Linked DNA regions of Oryctolagus cuniculus: region 1 is linked to region 2. The links are chromatin contacts, called in public Micro-C maps. All regions are on one chromosome and are shown on one strand. The core of a region is the stretch at or near the end of the contact, and the rest is flanking DNA. Distances in the headings are between cores, read along the strand shown. Region 1 overlaps SYNPO2 (synaptopodin 2). Region 2 holds the start of USP53 (ubiquitin specific peptidase 53).

Region 1 (5,984 bases), core at 195-2,694, 140 kb after region 2:
GTTGTAAAACTGCATTAGAACACTTTGGCGAGGCCAGCGGGGGCCGGTGCTGTAGCGCAGTGGGTTAACGCCCTGGCCTGAAGCGCCGGCATCCCATATGGGCACCAGTTCAAGACCCGGCTGCTTCACTTCCAATCCAGCTCCCTGCTATGGCCTGGGAAAGCAGTAGAAGATGGCCCAGGTCCTTGGGCCCCTGCACCCTCATGGGAGACTAAGAAGCTCCTGGCTCCTGGCTTTGGATCGGTGCAGCTCTGGCCATTGCAGCCACTTGGGGAGTGAACCATTGGATGGAAGACCTCTCTCTCTCTCTCTTCACCTCTCCTCTCTCTATGTAAATCTGACTTGCAAATAAATAAATAAACTTAAAAAAAAAAAAAACACTATGGAGACGATAGTTTGCTCAAGCAAATGTTATGTATATAAAGAAGTTGTATTAGTTCAGAGCACAGGCTTCAGTCCCAGCTGTTCCACTTCTGATCCAGCTCCCTGCTAATGCACCTGGGAAAGCAGCAGAGGACTGTCCAGGTGCTCGGGCCTCTGCAGCCCATGTGGGAGACCTGGATAGAGTACCAGGCACCTGATTTGGCCTGGCTGGGCCCCAAGTGTTGCAGTCATTTGGAGAATGAACCATTATATGGAAGATCTCTCTCTCTCTCTGTCACTCCGCCTTTCAAATAAATAAATAAATAAATCCTAAAAACAAACCAGACAAAAAAATACAACTGTGGGAAGATTGCTCTGGTACCTGAAATAAATCCTTTATTTTCTATCAACCTAACCTATTCCTTAGTGATTCTTAGCTCCAGAGGATGGTTTTGTGGACTTTACCCATTTGAGATACTCTAGAAGAAAAAGGACCAAAAGGTCTCCAAAGCAAGAAAAAGCCATACTTTTGTTTTGAGATGAAATTAAGTAGCACAAAAGGGAAACTAAATTAATTGTGCTCAAAACAAACAGTATTTTGGATTTGGATGAAATTTTCAGTCTCAGCTTGTTTTGATTTTGTTTTTTCCCTCAAGTTCAGTCCCAACTTCTGCTCATGACTCAGAAGGATTCTAGAAGTACCAGAAAAGCCACAAAAATTCCCCGGGTTTGAAAGGCAGCTGGAATGTCAAGTTCCTCCCTCCATCGGTCACTCTGCTTTGAATTGTTTTTCATCACTGGCCTGTGAGCTCGGAGTTTGCTCTGTTCAGGCGGAGGGTTCACTCTGTTTTTGGAAAGTGATCACGCTTCTCAGGCAAGGGGATCAATTACTCTCAACAGGCCAGGCTCCTGACCCTTTGTCCTAGGACAGAGTTGGAGAGGAGGGAGAAGGACAGCTGTGCGCTGTGCCCGCACAGGTCAGCCACTTCTGTGAGAGCCCAACTGTCGCAGGTCTGAAGTGGGGTAGGCTCAGCGACAGGGTTGCCAACTGTTCCACTTTCTGTGCGCCGGGCCTATTTAGGCTTCAGCTATCCTACTAGGATCTTACTTCAGGCTACCAACTACCCTATTTTGAGAATATGTTTGATTTATAAGCATTTCCCCAGGACAGTTCTTTTTAAATTGCTAAATACAATACATTTGTTCTAGGTAATATTGATACTTTCAGTTGCACACTGTCTTCATGGTGGAGTCTCTCAGCTGATGCTTTTTTTTTTTTAACTAGCAACCCATCTATTGTTCATGGCATGCCCTTTACATTAATAGCAAACATTTGCTATTTGCTGAATACTCTCTCTGTGCCAGGTGCTGTTCCACACACGTAACTCAGATGGACTCATTTCATGTTCACAACAGCTTGGTGGTGCACCTATCACTGTTCCTAATTCACAGCTGAGCTACTGGGGCACAGAGCAGCTGGATTTTTTTTCTTTTCTTTCTTTTTCTTTTTTTTCTTTTTTTCTTTTCTTTTTTTTTTTTTTTTGACAGGCAGAGTGGACAGTGAGAGAGACAGAGAGAAAGGTCTTCCTTTACCGTTGGTTCATCCTCCAATGGCCGCTGCGGCCGGCGCGCCACGGCCAGCGCACCGCGCTGATCCAAAGCCAGGAGCCAGGTGCTTCCTCCTGGTCTCCCATGGGGTGCAGGGCCCAAGGACTTGGGCCATCCTCCACTGCACTCCCGGGCCACAGCAGAGAGCTGGCCTGGAAGAGGGGCAACTGGGACAGAATCCAGTGCCCCAACGGGGACTAGAACCCGGGTGCTGCAGGCAGAGGATTAGCCTAGTGAGCCACAGCGCCGGCCACAGCTGGATCTTTTACCAAAGGTCTCCCAACTAGCAAGAAGCAGGCCTGGCAATAAAGACACAGGCAATTTGGCCTCAGGGCTCACACTCTACCGGCTATAGAAATAGGCCCCTGTGTGTTTAGTGTTCACATGCATTTCTCACCTGATCATACATGAAGTTCATTTAAGAAATGGTTACCTTCTGCTTCTCCTAAACCAAATCCCATCTTTTTCTTTTTAATTAAAAAATTGGGGGAATATTTTTCCACATTATTGTGACTAAAATTTGATAGATTTTTCTCATCGTCATTCTATTTTTCCTTAATTTGCATGGCATAAAATTATCACAGCTCTGGTAATATATGATGTTAGGTGGCTGGATAAAGTGGGTGTCTGAGCAAATAGGTCAAAGGAAATGAAAGCTACAGCTTACCTACAGTGTACCCTACTTGAAAGTGCCTATGGTTGGAGCTACCAAACTAAGACTTTTCAGCATGTCTTACTCTGAGTTAGAAGGTTCAAAGTCACTTTCGAGCTATTTCACACTTTACTAATTTTGCAGTGTCTGAGAAAGTTAACGCTCGGACTTGGTGTGGCCCTTGATTTGTTCTCCACCATCACTCCCTAATTAGGGGCTCAATGAATTTAAGGCCATGAAGGTCAACAAATACTCATCTAAAGGGTTTTTACATTAATCCACGTGCTCACATCTTTTTTTACCTTCAAGTTAGTGAAGCGGATGTTCAAAACCCTAAGTTTAGAAGGCGTTACACTAGCTCCCCAGGAGATGGGTTCAAAATAACAACGAAACAGAGTTTAAGGGGAAACAAAGATTGGAAAGCACACGATGTGTAAAAATGTCCTTGCTGGGAAGCAGTTGACAGAAATAACTGTTGAGAAATCCTCCAGTGAGGGCACTGTGGGACAGGAAGGGTGTGCTGCCTCCTGCACATCCAGGTGCCTGCTAGCTCCCCAGCTGTAAGACAGCAGTGGAGGCAAGGTCAAGATAGCTGAGAATATGTGCTTCCCTCAGCATTACTCTGTGCGGGCTTATTCTTACCACAATGCCTCAAGTCACTATGGCTTTGTAGCCGGCCAAGCTGAGTGCTAATTGACTGCTTAACAGGAAAGCTGCCTGGATTCCATTTAGTCTGAATGGCATAGAGCCAGGGGAACATTTCCCTTTCTGTAGACTTAAGATTTTGAATAGGGCCGGTGCTGTGGTGCAGCAGGTTAAAGCCCTGGCCTGAAGCGCCGGCATCCCCTATGGGCGCCAGTTCTAGTCCCAGCTGCTCCACTTCCGATCCAGCTCTCTGCTATGGCCTGGGAAAGTAGTAGAAGATGGCCCAAGTGCTTGGGCCCCTGCACCCACGTGGGAGACTTGGAAGAAACTTCTGGCTTCTGGCTTCGGATCAGCACAGCTCCAGCTGTTGTGGCCAACTGGGGAGTGAACCATCAGGTGGAAGATCTCTCTCTGTCTTTACCTCTCTCTGTAACCCTTTCAAATAAATAAAATAAATCTTAAAAAAAAAAAAAAGATTTTGCTTGAGTTTTCTAAGTTCTATTCCTCTCCACTTCCAGACCCTGGATATCACCGATTCATCCTGAAATTTAAAAAAATGAGGGACTTTTGGGAGCTCATTCCAAATCACTGTTAAATTCATCTTTTCAACTTAGAAAATAGATGCTTCCTCAGATCGCTTTCCACTCCAACATGCTGTCAGAGCAAGTGAGTTTACGAGCAATCTTAGGAAAGGGGGGGTCCTTCCTACTGTCACTCAGTGTGGTCAAAGTCATCAACAAAGCAAACACAGAACTCTCGTGGTAGCTCAGTCCGGCAACTCAACAGTGAAGAAGTTTCAGGAAGCGGGATTACAGAGGGTCTAACAAGGCTGGAAACCAGGCGGTACCCTAGGAAGTATGGCTTGGATGTCACACAAAAGTCTAAGCCTAACCTCATCTGCTACTTATATATTGCTTAGTAATTGTTAGGCAAGTAGCTTAGATTCTTTTAACTCTTTATACCTTTCTGTAAAACTGGAGTAATATCTTTCTTTTCAGCATAATTCTGAGAAATGAAATCACAGTGCAAAATTAAAAATGCAGGTTGCAGAGCTGGCGCTGTGGCGTAGTTGGTAATGTCTTGGCTGCTCCACTTCCTATCCATCTCCCTGCTAATGTGCCTGAAAAAGCAAAGGAAGATGACTCAAGTACTTGGACCCCTGTACCCACATGGGAGACATAGATGAAGCTCCTGGCTCCTGGCTTCCTATCTGCCAAGCTTTGGCCATTGCAGCCATTTGGGGCGTGAAGCAGTGGAAGATCTTGCTCTCTTTCAAATAAATAGATAAATATGTATTTAAAACTGCATGTTGCATACTAAATCCAGGGTTCATACTTAATATTGTATGACTGTATGAGCAAGTTATTCAGTGTCATTGTACTTAGAATCCCATTTCTAATCAGGAAAATGGGGATAGTAATGATTCCTATTTCATGAGGACCATTGATAAAAAGCAGTGATCTATGAAAGATACTTTGGCACAATCTGGGGCTAGATTTGAGCTCACTTTAGGTACTTATTATTATGTGAAATATTTAACACAGTTCTCAGCATACAATAGAAAATTAATACAAGAGCTCCCCAAACCCACCTCTTATCTTTTCCTCAGTCCTCGTGAGGTTGCTTGAATTACTGTCACAGCTTCCTTCCCACCCATGTCATCCTGACTTGGACCCAAAAGCTTGGCTCAGGTCTGTTGGATGGCCTTACAAAGAGATTATTCCACTAAATAAAACTACCAAAGATGCCCTGACTTCTAAAATGTATCCGGAAGACAACAAAAAACAATGTGCTTTTTTTTTTTAGGTACTTTCGAGAACATTTTTCTGTTTATTCCTAGAATGTGCATCTCTTGTTTTTAAAATTTCTTTCATGAAGAAACCATTCATTAATAGTTGTTAAAAGGCACAAGAAGTAGGAGCAGTGAACACAGATTTCTCCATGGCCGCTTGAGCACTATTATTTTGAGTATTATTGTCAGGTAGAGGAAGGAGAGTACTCTGGAAGCAGGGTCTTTGTGCTCTTTGGATGAAGGATCTTGAATTTGTTTCATCAGTCATGAAGCACATGTACCTAAGATAAATACATCAAGAATGATAAAAACAGGGGTTGGTGCTGTGGTGTACTGGGCTAAGCCTCTGCCTGCAGCACCTGGCATCCCATATGGGTGCTGGTTGGAGTCCCCTGCTGCTCCACTTTCAATCCAGCTCTCTGCTATGGCCTGGGAAAGCAGTGGAAGATGGCCCAAGTGCTTGGGCCCTTCCACCCACGTGGGAAACCCAAAGGAAGCTCCTGGCTCCTGGCTCAGCTCCAGCCATTGCAGCCATTTGGGGAGTGCACCAGTGGATGAAAGTTCTTTCTCTCTCTCTCTTTCTCCCTCTCTCTGTAACTCTGTCTCTCAAATAAATAAATACACCTTTTTTAAAAAAATACTAATACAAAGGAAATGGTAAGGAGCTTTAAATAAAAAACAAAAACGAGAGGTGGGTATTTGGTCTGTTTGTTAATTTGCCAGTTAAGATGCCAAAGTCCCTTATTAGAGTGTCTTTGTTTGAGTCCTAGTGCAACTCCTGATTCCAGCTTTCTGCTAAAACACATTCTGAAAGGTGGGTGGTTCAAGTAGTTGGGTCCCCACTGCCTACTTGGGAGACCTGGCTTGAGCTTCTTAACTCATGGATTGCTCGGCCAACTCCCAGCCTTTGTGGACATCGCAGGG
Region 2 (6,304 bases), core at 3,671-6,170:
ATATCTCTCTCTCTCTCTCTCTCTCTCTCTCTCTCTTTCAAATAAATAAATCTTAAAAAAAAAAATAATAATCACTGCAGCACCTAAAAAGCACCTGGCTATCCTGCTCATGTCCCTGGGTTCCGACGAACACTCTCCCTGCTTGCATTCCCGTGCTTTGTGCTTTCTGTCCAGTGCTCTCGTACTTCTTGGGATGACAGCTCACAGATCATCTTTTGATTCTCTTGGTTACTCTGTCTTCTGTCTACAGTAACCATGTATAAGTCTCTAACAAAGGATTCTACAAAGTACAGTGTAACATAAAGTAACTTGCTGTCCTTTGCTGAATCAGAAGATACTTCACAAGTGTGGTAGGGTGACTGGGATGTCAAACATGAAGAGGGAGGGAAGAGATGCAGAATCTAGCAAAGGCATGGGTATAAGGAAAAAAAATGTTACCTTTGGAAACCCAATGTAGTTGAGGGAATATTGAGACTAGCCAGGGATCAGGTGGAAAAGGAAGAGTTTCTATTTTTGGCTATTTTAACATTATCTTATTAATTTTTGAATCTCTAGATTAGTACTACATCTACCATACAACAGGGCAATAAATGTTCAGGGAGTAAATTTACCACTTCAGGAAAACACAAAAATAAGAAAATTCCTAAAGGAACAGCATTTCTTGAAACAACTTCTTTACAGATCAATATGGGTAAAATAGAAAATTAAGGTAGGAGCCGGCACTGTGGCACAGCCAGTTAAGCCACTGCCCAAAACAGCAGCATCCCATATTGCAGTGCCAGTTTGAGTCCTGGCTGCTCCACCTCCAATTCACCTCCCTGTTCATGCTCAAGTGCCATGATGGCCCAAGTGCTTGGTCTGCTGCCACCCTCGTGGGAGACCCAGAGGGACCTCTTGGTTTTAGCCTGGCCCAACCCTGGTTGCTGTGGCCATTTGGGGTATAAACTAGTAAATGGAAGCTCTTTCTCTGTCTCTCCCTCTCTCTCTCTGACACATTTATTTTTTAGTTATTTGAAAGGCAGAGTCACAGAGAGAGAGGGAGAGACAGAGAGAGAGCTTCCATACGCTTGTTCACTCCCCAAATGGCCGTAATGGCTGGGGCTAGGCCAGGCAGAAGCTAGGAGCCAAGAGCTTCCTCCAGGTCTCCCACACAGGTGCAGGGGTCCAAGGACTCTCAGCCCATCTTCTGCTGCTTTCCTAGGCCATTAGCAGGGAGTTGGATCAAAAGTGGAGCAGCTGGGATTCGAACCAGCGCCTATGTGGGATGCCAGCATTGCAAAGATAAATCTTAAAAAAAAAAAAAGACCAATGTAATCTTTTTTTTTTTTTTTTTTTTTTTTTGGACAGGCAGAGTGGACAGTGAAAAAGAGAGACAGAGAGAAAGGTCTTCCTTTGCCGTTGGTTCACCTTCCAATGGCCGCCGCGGCCGGCGCACTGCATCCGGCGCACCGCACTGATCCGAAGCCAGGAGCCAGGTACTTCTCCTGGTCTCCCATGGGGTGCAGGGCCCAAGCACTTGGGCCATCCTCCACTGCACTCCCTGGCCACAGCAGAGAGCTGGCCTGGAAGAGGGGCAACCGGGACAGAATCCGGCACCCCGACCGGGACTAGAACCCGATGTGTCAGCGCCGCAGGCGGAGGATTAGCCTAGTGAGCCGCAGCGCCGGCCATTTCTTTTTTTTTCTTTCTTTTCTTTTCTTTTTTCTTTTTTTTTTTTTTACCAGGCAGAGTGGAGACAGTGAGAGAGACAGAGACAAAGGTCTTCCTTTGCCATTGGTTCACCCTCCAATGGACGCTGCGGCCCGCACACCGCGCCAATCAGAAGGCAGGAGCCAGGTGCTATCCTGGTCTCCCATGCGGGTGCAGGGCCCAAACACTTGGGCCATCCTCCACTGCACTCCTGGGCCACAGCAGAGAGCTGGCTTGGAAGAGGGGCAACCGGGACAGAATCCGGCACTCCGACTGGGACTAGAACCCGGAGTGCCAGCGCCGCTAGGCGGAGGATTAGCCTGTTGAGCCGCTGCGCCGGCCCCAATGTAATTATTTTCAAACTATCAAAAATAAAATGACATCTGAAATAGTACACTTTGTTGATTAAAACTGTTAAGATATTTAAATAAGCGCTATATGGCAAAATTTTATTTCTGATGAATTATAAACACTAACATTTACAGCAACTTTTCAGAAGTATATATAAATCAAAAGTTATTTTTAACCAGCTGCAATAGTTTGTAGCCTTTTTGTGTGTAATGGACACTCTTTCCAAATATTTGTAAATGTATGCAATTCATAGGATAAGAAAAAGATAAAATCCTCAATCACAAAGAAAATCAATTATATTAAAATTGATTTCTAACCACAAACCACAGTTCTAATAATGGACCTTGGGTTTAAGAACTCCTAATAGAAGATATGAGTTAACTCAGAAAAGCATACAACAGATAATTTTTCCCTAAATATTCTATAAATGAGATATCTACAGTATTTCTATTAATAAAAAACCCATAGTAACTTGCCAAGTTACTTAAAGGTGAAATAATCTTTGAGGATTTAATCTGTTACAACAAATTGCATCCATTTCTTGTTCATTATATATACATATACTGTAACACAAAACTTCCAAAAATCATCAGTACAAAATTAGTAATATGCTAATGCTACATTTGTATCATCACTAATTTCTTTTATCTAGCTGTTAATAAATGACATGAATTACTTCTCCTCCTTCTTTAAAACTAGAGCTCATATGTAAGAGTAGGTTAGACCCTTTTATCTCTAACATACCATGTTCAAAATGTCTCCAGATGCCATATTTAAGCTACCTAGGTTACCTTTTGGGGGAGGGAAGGGTTGTCAAACAAGATCTGCTACAGTCTATTAGGAATTATTTGTCTTTTCTAAGACAGTTCAATCCACCACTATAAGAGATCAGACATATTTTTGGGAAGTTGTGTGGTAAAGCAGTATCTCCTCTAGCCTGGCAGGTGAGTGAGTTCCAAACAGGAAGGAAAACAATTCTGATTCTGGTTCAAGAGTGTACCTCACATTAGAACAGATAAACTATTTTCCTTCTTAAACTCTGTCTTGCTAAAACAAACTGCCAAACCATTTGGTACCCAAGCTGTATTTCTTGACATTACTTTATTTACATAAACATTTAGTTGACAATAAGCAGTATGAAAGATCCCGAGTCAAAATACTGAAAATTAGGGTTTTTTTAATGGAAAGTATCAACCAGATAGAAAAGTGTGCCTACTCACAAAAACAGGTATCCTTTTATAAACTATTTTTACAAAAATATTAACAAATTGATCATTAGTGACAAATGAATTATTACTGTCAAGTTCTATGAATTGTTATGAAATTTACATACTTTTTTTAAAAAATTTTTAATTCAAAGGGAAAAGGAAAGGCCTGGTCTTAATCTCTTGTTTATGGCTTAAGCATAAATGCATATGACCACTCATTAGTTTGGTTAATGAACAAACTTAAATAAATCACTTCCATGGTTTACCACCATTAATCACGAACCTAGACAAACTGTGGAAAGTTCACTTTGAAAGTCTTCAAAACAACAACAACAAAAAATGTTTTTCAGGCCATTAATTAACTCCTACCTACAGAGAATCTATTTGTAATTCTTATACAAGGGCACATAAACCACATATTACTTTTGCAGAGCAAGTTTTGTTCACTTTTGTGCTTCTAATTTCTCTTCAACAGGATGACATCTCTTAGCCTAAATCATCATCCTGGAACTGACAAGAATAAAAAATAAGCTAACAAGTATCAATTTTACCAAAAGTTCACTTTGCCAGAATTCTGTGTTAGCACTTGCTACTTCTTTTAAAGGGTGAAAACTGGCAAGGCTCTTCTTTAAACATGAACTAAAAGCAAATGAGATCCCAATCACAAAGCACTTCCCAAGTTTACTGTTAAACTTACTTTAAAAATAGACTTGAAAATTCCTTGGAAATATATATGTATATTTCCAGATAAGGGAACATTCGGAAAACTGCTAACAGTGAGAGCCTTGCAGTACATTTTGCTGGCATTAATCAGACTTTGCACTGATAAAGAAAACCTTGTATCAGGATGACAAAACCTCGAAACAGGCTCAGACTGCGAGCTTCGGAAAGCCTCCCCATTACACCTGTGGAAGCACTTCCTGTTCTCCAACGCTGTTGAAAGGTAGTTTAGTAAACGTCCCATAAGCCACGATTTAGAAGGTAAACATTAACTTCAGACACCCAGAAACCACCAAGCCCAAGATTCTCACGAATCCAAAGGGTCTATTAACCCTCCTGAATCCCTTAAAAAAGCTGTGCGTGCGGAGAGGCAACGTGACTTGGAAAGTGAGGGGCGGCGGGCGCCCAGCAAGCAATGGATATTTTCAGTGCCCCACTGCACCAAGCGACCTCAGCAGGACTCGGATTCGGCCCCATCCCCGCCCTCCCACACGGCAGCAATAACAACCACGACCCAGTAAGTGCAGCACCTCCTCCCTGCTCGCGCGCCTGCAGCCTGCCCAGAGGCATCTCTGCCAGGGCCCGGGCGCAGCGGCACGGGGCTGGAGGGCTGCGTGACCTCGGGCGCCTTAGCTGCCCGGCTCCGAGCCTAGGGTCGCACGGAGCGACAGGGCGTGGAGGAGGTGGCGGGACGGCAGCCGGGAAGCCGAGGTCTGGGGCTGGAAAGAGAGTGTCCCAGCCAGGCCCTTGGGGGTCGCAGGTCGCCGGATCTCCACCCAGGGATTAGTTTCGAAGACTTACCTGGAGCTCTCCCCTCCCAGCGCGAGGAGCTTGCGGTCCAGGTAGAGAAATACGGCCCTTCCACTCCCACAGGGTCACCTCCCGCTGACCCGGCTCCGCTTCACGCCGACACCCAACACACACACACACCAACAGCTGCCACCGCGCCGAGGCTCACCGGGAACTGGAGCAGCGGCGGCTGCTCTCCGCCGCCCAGAGCCCGACCCCGCGCGCGGAGCATGCGCACACGCCCCAATGCCCAGGGGCCAGTCAGGGCACTGACACCTGCGATCAACAGGTCCCTGGGGCCCCGCCCCTCTCTCCGCCTCGCGCTCGCCACGCCCCCTCGGGGCAGGCCCCGCCTTCACGCTCACCGAGCGCACCCCGCCCCCGCACGCGAATTCCCGGCTTGCGGGACCTGCGGAACTCTATTCCCGCGGGGGTTCGATGGGGCGCTGGATCGTTTGGCTTGCCGGGGAGGCGCGAGATCCCGCGAGAGCAGGACCGAGGACGTGCCCCCAAAGCGGGAGCCCAGCGCCGTGGCGGAGTTGTTGCGAGGGAAAGTGGCTGGGGCTCGTTCCCGCGGTGGCGAGACCGAGGGGCCGGTTGGTTGCTCCAGCGGCGGTGACTGCTCGGCTGCCGTTGGCCGTGTACTCGGTATTTTCTCAACTCGGGATCCTGGTCCGCCAAGGACCGGGCTTAGGATTAGGTGTTGTTCCCTAAGAGAGAGAACGATGTATACTGCTTGGCGTCAAAACCCCGTGCGGATACGCAGTTCCCTTTGGCTTTCTGTGAGTCACGACGGTCTGTTTGCAGTTAAATGGCTTCCTTGGGCAAGAAAGTATACTCCCCAACTGCTTGGGATTCGTGACCAATAATAACATAAAAGCGTTAGCAAGCGTGTTGACCCGGTTAATGGTTAATTGTCAGGAAAATGTAACTGCCTCCCTACCGTGCTCTCCAACAGGTTTTAAGTTACAAAGCTGCTGGAATACAGCTTCACTTTGGGATGTTTTGAGTTTCGGGTTTTTGTTTTTGTTTGTTTGTTCCTTAGGAATTGTAGTGAATAAGAGCCTTCCACCATCATTGGTATCCCGATCGATGTCTCTAAGTACTTAAAGAGTTTGGAACGCAGTCTAAAGCCGATGCAAGTGGAACATAAGGATTATAAAAAGGGATTTACTTAAACTCATGCGTAACCATAAGAGCTTAAGAAAATAGGATTGGAAAAATCGTTGGAGGTTGGTCTGGGCGACAAATACGACCGGTTTAGAGTGCTTGAAGCTGAATCAATGTGAATTTATTGAACATTTAACATGTTCTGTTCACTGAATTAGGCATCAAAAGAAATACAATGCAATGAAATTATGCCGTGGTTCCTGCCTTCAGGATACTAAAAATCCTTGAACGGAGAGAAAAAGAACATGCTGCATTTTAAAACACCATTTTAATAACACCATGAAACCGCTCTTCATTTCTTAGTACCATTTCCTCCTGGTTCTGCCACCACCTCCCTGATGTACTTTACATGTCTCTCTTCCTCTGTGTTCCCCAGC

The links. Hi-C and Micro-C count contacts between places; a contact is called where the count stands out from the background.
Region 1: a Micro-C map of ear pinna shows a contact between it and region 2, with 2.7 times the contacts expected there. The contact joins the enhancer-like site here to the promoter of USP53 in region 2. A contact is called at or near these places in 2 of 6 Hi-C or Micro-C datasets (ear pinna and psoas muscle).

What each region holds. Positions count from the first base shown.
Region 1 is chr8:46,122,422-46,128,405 of mOryCun1.1, forward strand. The region is part of intron 6 of SYNPO2 (synaptopodin 2); the gene reads right to left. It overlaps LOC103350837 (a long non-coding RNA gene), which reads left to right. Exons shown (of 2, transcript XR_518699.4): 2 at 1-969. Among named protein-coding and RNA genes, the nearest start is that of MYOZ2, 80 kb to the left of the region's middle. Within about 2 kb of position 1,445, at least 2 of the 8 cell types and tissues checked have an H3K27ac peak or open chromatin away from gene starts, as enhancers often do. A contact at or near this core is called in ear pinna, where this site is marked.
Region 2 is chr8:45,978,249-45,984,552 of mOryCun1.1, forward strand. USP53 (ubiquitin specific peptidase 53) reads right to left here and starts at 4,921. Exons shown (of 15, transcript XM_051820277.2): 1 at 4,770-4,921.